2 separate regions of the Hordeum vulgare genome follow, and region 2 is linked to region 1. The links are chromatin contacts, called in public Hi-C maps. All regions are on one chromosome and are shown on one strand. Each heading gives the region's core, a stretch centred on a gene start, on an enhancer-like site or on the middle of the called end of the contact. The rest is flanking DNA. Distances are from core to core; before and after follow the strand shown.

Region 1 (3,596 bases), core at 679-3,178:
AATGATATGGACCAAAAACTACCTCGAGAAAAGATGCCCCAGTACTTGTAATACGTTTGCCAATTAGCTTAGATGTTGCATCATCGACTGTTGACACATCGACATACCTACGGCAGACAAGCAAGACAAATATGATCGAAACATCGACATACCTATGACGGACAAGCAAGAGAAAATATGATGTTTTTAAGGTCTACTTCTGCTGTTCTGCAAATGCTCTGGAATTTTTAACCCTTTTTCTTGAGAGCAATTAGTTAGCACTTACCCTTTCCCTGGGGCCATCCCTTCTGCGGCTCCATTAGCCCCACATGCAACCTCAAACTTTGAAACAAATCGTTTATGGACATGATTAGGTATGTTATCATGCCGAGACTTCATGAATAAAAGAAATGGCCATTGGAATGCTGAAACGGAACTTATACCGCGCTTTCTGGGTCAGCAAGCATTGCAAAGGTGACATCACAGGATGATGAAACTCTGGCGGGCGAAGATTCGAACCTGTAGGAAGCCATCCTCTTGTATGAGAGAGTCAATCAAACGGAGTGTTGCTTACATCTTTTGTTACACGCAATACTGTCTCTTAACTTTGATCAACATCAACAACATGAACTATCTAATAGACTAAATCCATTCACACCATAATCTTTGGTCTCTTTCAAGTGGGAACAGTTTTTAGTGGAACTAGATGATACCCCGCACGTTGTTGCGGGAATGTTTTGTAATATATTTGGTTATATGGGTATTTGGAGTAACAATATGATAACTATAAAAAGAAAATATAAATGATATATTATGTTTGATTACTGTGTAGTTGTATATTTTTTATTAAATATAAATAGCATAATAGAATGGAAATTCTTATGCATGTTTGGATGTTGAGGTGGACCTTTTCCCATGCATGTTACATGATGAGGTGGCATGCTTGCATGTTGATATTAATATAGTAGCGGGGGCTAGCTATCTAGATGTACAAGATTTTAGGAAAATATAATGTTTTCAAATAAAGTAGAGCAGAACAAGGTAGTCAGAGAAGAAAAATGTAGTTGTGTTTACTAGTGAACATGTGAGAGTTTTATAGTTATATCAAGTTTCAGTTATGAGGTGGTGTGGTTTCGGCCCGAATCCACGAGCTACAGACAATCCCTCAGGTAGTTGTTTAGGAAATGGCACATATTTAATAAGTAGAAGATGGTTGTAGATCACAATTGAGTTGATGTGGAGCATACTTGGCACCGAGGCTGAGAAGAGGATCGCACTTGCTCTTGGTTCTGTTCCAAACTGTAATATCACAACTGCAGATCACCAGTCAGTAAAAGCATAAGCATAAAACCATACATTCGATATTTTGATCACCAGTCAGTAAAAGCATAAGCATAATACTGATTTGAAATGTATAAAAATCCAAGACAAGAAGACAAGGTACCAAAGTAAAACTGTATGTTTCCCGGTAACAACAAAAGGGAAAAGAAGGAAGAGAGACAGAAGTAGAAGAGAAGGGAATCACCCAGCCTTGATGAGGTTTGATGCCATGGGGGCGCCCATGATCCCGAGGCCCAAGAACCCCACCCTTCCCTGGAATCCCATCCCTCCAGCAGCATCTGAGACGCAAGAAGAATCTGATAAGTACTAGTACTACATTGAATCTTTCAACTACACTACATACACAGCTGCGTCTGCTGAACCGAAGAAGGGAGCCGACACCTGACGAGGAGGACGACGAAGAGGCGGAGCAGGACACGAGGAGGCGGGATCCTCGGCGCAGGGGCAGCGTCACCCTGGGGCTGAGGAGGAAGCTGGCCGCGGCCATGGATGCAGATAATAAGCGGGATAAGATTCGAGCTCCGCGACGACGAAGCTACAACTGCTGGTGGTCGCGGATCCGCGGTCGCAAAAGCGTGATCTGGGACAGCGTGCGAGCCCAACGCGACGCGGCTGCGCCACCCGATCCGAACCCCGCTCCGGTTAGAGCAAGTACAAGGTCAGTCTGCACACTGTAAGGATTAAAATGCTACTCCCTCCGTTCTAAAATAAGTGTTTTAACTTTGTACTAGCTCTAGTACAAATTTGTACTAAGCTTGAGACAATAATTTTGAAACGGAGGGAGTATATTTTTGCTGAGTTGTATGAGAGAGAAGAGAAGAAAGAAGGGAAGCGGGCTCTTCGTGAAGAGTCAGCTCTAGCACGGGCTCCTAGGCGCTTTGTGAGAATGAAACGTGAGCCATATATGATAAAAGTAGTACTCTTTTATAGCTAACTATTGTACAAGCTAGCTATAAGATAAGCCATAAGACTGCTTATAGCCAGCAGTTGGCTATACTATTAACCAAGAGCAAGTACAATAAGGTACAGTCAGCAGACTGTAAGAATTAAAATACTACTCCCTTCGTTTCAAAATATAAGACCTTTTAGGAATTTTATAAGAGACTACGTAAGGAACAAAATGAATGAATCTATACTCTGAAATATGTCTATGTACATCCGTATGTAGTTTATAGTGCAATCTCTAAAATGTCTTATATTTAGGAACGGAGGAAGTATATTTTTACTGAGTTGGATGAGAGAGAAAAGAAGAGAGAAGGGAAGCGGACTCTTCGTGAAGAGCCAGCTCTAGCACGTGCTCCTAGGTGCTTTGTGAGAATGAAAGGTGGACCATATATGATAAAAGTAGTACTCTTTTATAGCTAACTATTGTACAAGTTAGCTATAAGATGAGCTATAAAACTGCTTATAGCCAGCAGTTGGCTATACTATTAACGGACTAAATCTTCTATTCTTAAATACGGAGTAGTTGTAACCTACTACCTATTATTTCTTCTCATGCAACCATGTCACATTATCAGTCATGCATTTAGTCATAATTTTTTTATGTAACCATGCGACATCATCAAGTCATACATGTGGTCATAAGTTATAATGTGTGCACTAATCTACACATTATTTCACTAATTTTTGTTATGAGAATAAAACGGTGTATACTTTAGAGCAAATATATGTAGATCATGTTACACTTTTTTATGCATCTCTTTGTTAAATGCTTCATATGATTTATTATTCTTGAAATATAAAACGAGAGCAATACTAATATGTTTTTAGCAAATAGATTTTGTTTTTCAACACCTATTTATATATCTATTTATCATGTTTTTTGCAGCAACGCGCGGGGCATCATCTAGTTATAAAAATACCACCACAATTGCTTTGTAATTTGCTGAAAACAACCCAAATGTTAAAATTTTACAAAAAAGACCAATTTTCAGTTTTTGTAATAGAACAAAGCCACTTCGTTTTTCATGTCGAATCTTGACCAAAAACCATTGGTTGTATTTTGTAAAAAATATATGACTGAAAAGTTCTTTCAAATGTGCATCCAATGGTATACATTTTATGGCATATGACTCACATTTCATTGGTAAAATTAATGATCAAAATTCGACATAAACATATGAAGTGACCTTTTATTAGTAGATGAAAGGGGTACTATGGATCGGTTGTTTTTGCAAACTTTTAGCGTTTCGACAAACTTCAAACGTTATTGTGGTGGATTTTTCAATTTAGTCCTAGTTAGCCAACTTTGCCTTTGGTACTTTATTTGTTAG
Region 2 (3,596 bases), core at 424-2,923, 220 kb after region 1:
TTGTAAAGTAAAACACATAAAGTATATAAGCAATCTACATAAACCGAAAAAGCACGTGAAGTGTGATATGGGAACCCCATATACATGAAGAAATACAAATATCTTGTCTCGTTGTGGCTCTTCTTAAGTCGAAACATATAACATTAATTCGAGATGCAAACAAACAAAGATTGTTGCCAACATTGATGCATCCCTCTTGGCCAGGTCCTGCATGTGTGTGTGGGTGGAACCGGTGTAGGTGGGTTTGAAGCACGATGCACCGCGGATGGAATTAGGGCGGTGTTGTCGGAGAGAACATGTGCAGTGTGGTGGATGGCAAGAAGCATACCCTATGCTTCTCTATGCTTCATTGTTGCAGCTCCACTAATATATGTGCTATGTTAGCAAATATGAACATGTTGCTACTAGACACAGTTTAGAAGATTATTTGTTTAAGACAATAATGAAAAAAGTAGAAAGGATGAAAATATGACAACTCAACATTACTCACCTTGGTTGGAAGCATAGTATAAAACAATGATAATGAAACAAAATAAGCTTGCGACCAACATAAGGATGCATCTTTTGTGTCCTCGATATGTACAATCGATGGATTTGCACTTGATCCATGCGTGATAAACTATCTATCTAAACGATTACATTGTAGTAACACGAAAAAAGGAATTGGGTACATAAGTAGTACCACTTGAAACCATGGAAATTTGAAATGGAACAAAAACTACTATTAGCACCAACCGGCGGGGCGGGGGGGGGGGGCATATTTGTACGATATACGAATTTCATATAAATTAGTTGATGATCTAGTGACCGCGTACATAATATACATCACAACTATTTCACACTCGTAGACACAGAATAAACCATAGTACACCATAGCATCCACGCAACGAGATCACACAAATCTGAGAACACAGTTATGCCAAAATTAACTACTCCCTCTGTTCCTAAATATAAGTCTTTTAAGCGATTTCACTAGATGTCTACATACCAAGCAAAATGATTGAATATACACTCTAAAGTATGTCTATACACATCCGTATGTAGTCCACTAGTGAAATCTTTACAAAGACTTATATTTAGAAACGGAGGGAGTAGTAACTGAAAAATATGAACAATGTCAAGAGACGCGAATCAAACGCTAGGTCAGATGGGTATTCGGTGGGCGAATCCTGCGGAACTTTAGTTGTGATGGCTTCATTGCCAGACAGAGAAGACAGTCTGACGAGGTGAACCGCAGGCATACAACGGAGTAGGGCCTCGCCGGCTGGCCATGGTGGAGATCAGCACGACTGGGAGCTCGCGAGGGCGTACACTGACAGGTCCTTTCTCGCGTGGCCATCAAACGGGACGACACACCGGTTTGGTTGAGCGGAGGCGCCGCAGAGAGGTTAGACGCGATACTGGATGAGGAGAGAGCCAGGGCGGCGAGAGCAGGGAACGAGCAGAGAGATGGGCACTGGGTTGATTTGTTTGGGCCAATTAATACGGGATAACCGGATAAGGAGAGATCACGGGATCATGGGCATGAAAATCGGGTTCTTTTGGAGCATAAAAATACTGGTTTTGCTTGCTTCTCTCGACCGTGAGATCAAAGAAGAATCGACAGTCGACAACTGGTCCGACGAATGCTACGCACCAGACTTCTGGTGAGAAGCGTTTCCCATGCCTAAACGCCCACACGACACGAGCAAGCAAACACGCAGTACTAGCACTAGCACAATATATACAGTGTATATATAAATGCGGCCACTTATTGCGCCCGTCTTCTTCGCGTTTCTCCCCCCAGTCTCTTTTACTCCCCCCTTCTCCTTCCCCAAGCCTTCTCCTTCCCCAAGCCCAGAAGAAGCAGCAGAGGCCAAGAAATGGGCGACCGGGCGTACGCGCCGGCCTCCAAGCCTGTCCCTGTGGCGGCGCCGCGGTCCGCCAACGGCACGGCGAACGGCGGCGGCGTAGGGCCACCTCGGCCTCCGCCCATGGTGCCCGGCCGCGTCCCGCCCCCGCCGATGTACCGGCCGAAGCCGATGCAACAGCCACCGCGCCGCCGGAGGAGCGGGCGCGGGTGGTGCTGCGCGTGTTGCCTGTGGCTGACGCTGGTGTTGGTGGGGCTGGTGTTCCTTGGAGCAATCGCGTTGGGGGTGTTCTACGTGATTTACCACCCGGAGCTTCCGACCTTCGCCGTGACGTCGCTCCGTCTGGCGGCGCTGAACGTCTCGGACTCCGACTCCGTCACCTCCCGCATCGAGTTCACGGTGACCGCGCGCAACCCCAACGAGAAGATCGCGTTCGTGTACGGCGACATCGGGGCTGCCTTCGCGGCCGACGGCACGGACATCGGGGACGGCACCGTGCCGGGTTTCGTCCATCCAAGTCGCAACACGACGGTCATCAAGGGGGCGGCTTCGGCGGCCGCCGCGACGGTGGACCCTGTGCAGGCGGCCAGTCTCAGATCCAAGAAGTCTCACGCGATGTCAGTGGAGATGGACTCCAAGGTGGGGTTCCAGATCGGGAAGTTCAAGTCGAAGCGCATCAACGTCCGTGTGCTGTGCAGCGGCTTCAGCGCGGGGCTGGCCAAGCCGGCGCCCTCCCCGGCGCCGATCATCGTGGCCGCGGCGCCTGCACCCACCCGGTCTAAGATCAGGCTGTCGTCGTCTTCCTCCGGAGGCGGCGGGGCGGCGACGACGGACGCAAAGTGTAAGCTGCGCGTCAAGATCTGGATTTGGACGTTTTGATGCATTTGTGGGTAGGGAGAGGAGGGATTTTTCTTGGTTTGGTTTAACCTTTTTCACACTGTATGTGGATTTATTGGAGTATAGTTTATATGATTCTATCTTCCTCCTGGTTGCTGCTTGCTACTCTCATCCATCCATCCTTTTGTCACAAGCTAAGTAGGCCGCATAGATCTATGCTATGCTACAGATGGGCATAATTCTGCAAGAACGGTACGTACTAGTGACCACACCACACCACACCACAGTGAAACCGGCAGCTGAGAAGAAATGGAAGGAGGCGAACTGCAGTAGGCGAGCGATTCGGCGCACGCGCGTCGGTGGCGTCAACACAAGCTATCTCCAGCTCGATTTCCTTTTCGGTTTCTCTCCCTCCCGTTTCCTCAATCTATCTTCTCCTCTCATCCGGGGCACAGCTGTACCATGGCTGGCAGCCGACGCCGACGCCGACGTGCGGGCCCATCGGTTTCCGGGACAGCATGTAAGTGAACTGTGGATAGGCGGCTGGGCCTGGAAAGAAAAGAAAAGAAAATGCCGTTGAGTTGTGCGTGGCGAGGCGGTATGACGTGTGTCGGGGAAAGGATGAGGGAGAGAGAAAGGGTGGACGTCACTCTCGCTCCAGTCCAGTGGCTCGGCTCGGCTCTCCGAGTCCTAGGTGAACAGTGACCGCCGCTGAGTGCTCGTAGTGGCGGTACAATCTTCTTTTTTAGTGGACGTGGCGGTACAATCCGAGAGTGAAGAGATCATTTTTTTGTTTCGAGAATGGAGAGAAGGGACGGATGATTAGTCAGTGAGAATTGCTAAGCGCAGTGGAGCACGTGAGGTGTCAAGGTTGGGTACGCGACCACACACAGATTTGCTAAGCCACAT

Evidence for each region. Hi-C and Micro-C count contacts between places; a contact is called where the count stands out from the background.
Region 2: a Hi-C map of seedling shows a contact between it and region 1, with 5 times the contacts expected there. The contact joins the promoter of LOC123439916 here to the promoter of LOC123443748 in region 1. A contact is called at or near these places in 4 of 6 Hi-C or Micro-C datasets (leaf and seedling) and 1 of 1 datasets of contacts at active chromatin or transcription factors (embryo).

Annotation. Positions count from the first base shown.
Region 1 is chr3H:325,510,925-325,514,520 of MorexV3_pseudomolecules_assembly, forward strand. LOC123443748 (glyoxylate/succinic semialdehyde reductase 2, chloroplastic) reads right to left here and starts at 1,929. Exons shown (of 12, transcript XM_045120269.1): 1 at 1,702-1,929; 2 at 1,505-1,598; 3 at 1,227-1,292; 4 at 423-498; 5 at 266-321; 6 at 23-107. The coding sequence starts at 1,807.
Region 2 is chr3H:325,730,763-325,734,358 of MorexV3_pseudomolecules_assembly, forward strand. LOC123439916 (NDR1/HIN1-like protein 13) reads left to right here and starts at 1,674. Exons shown (of 1, transcript XM_045116535.1): 1 at 1,674-2,836. The coding sequence starts at 1,863. The coding sequence ends at 2,729.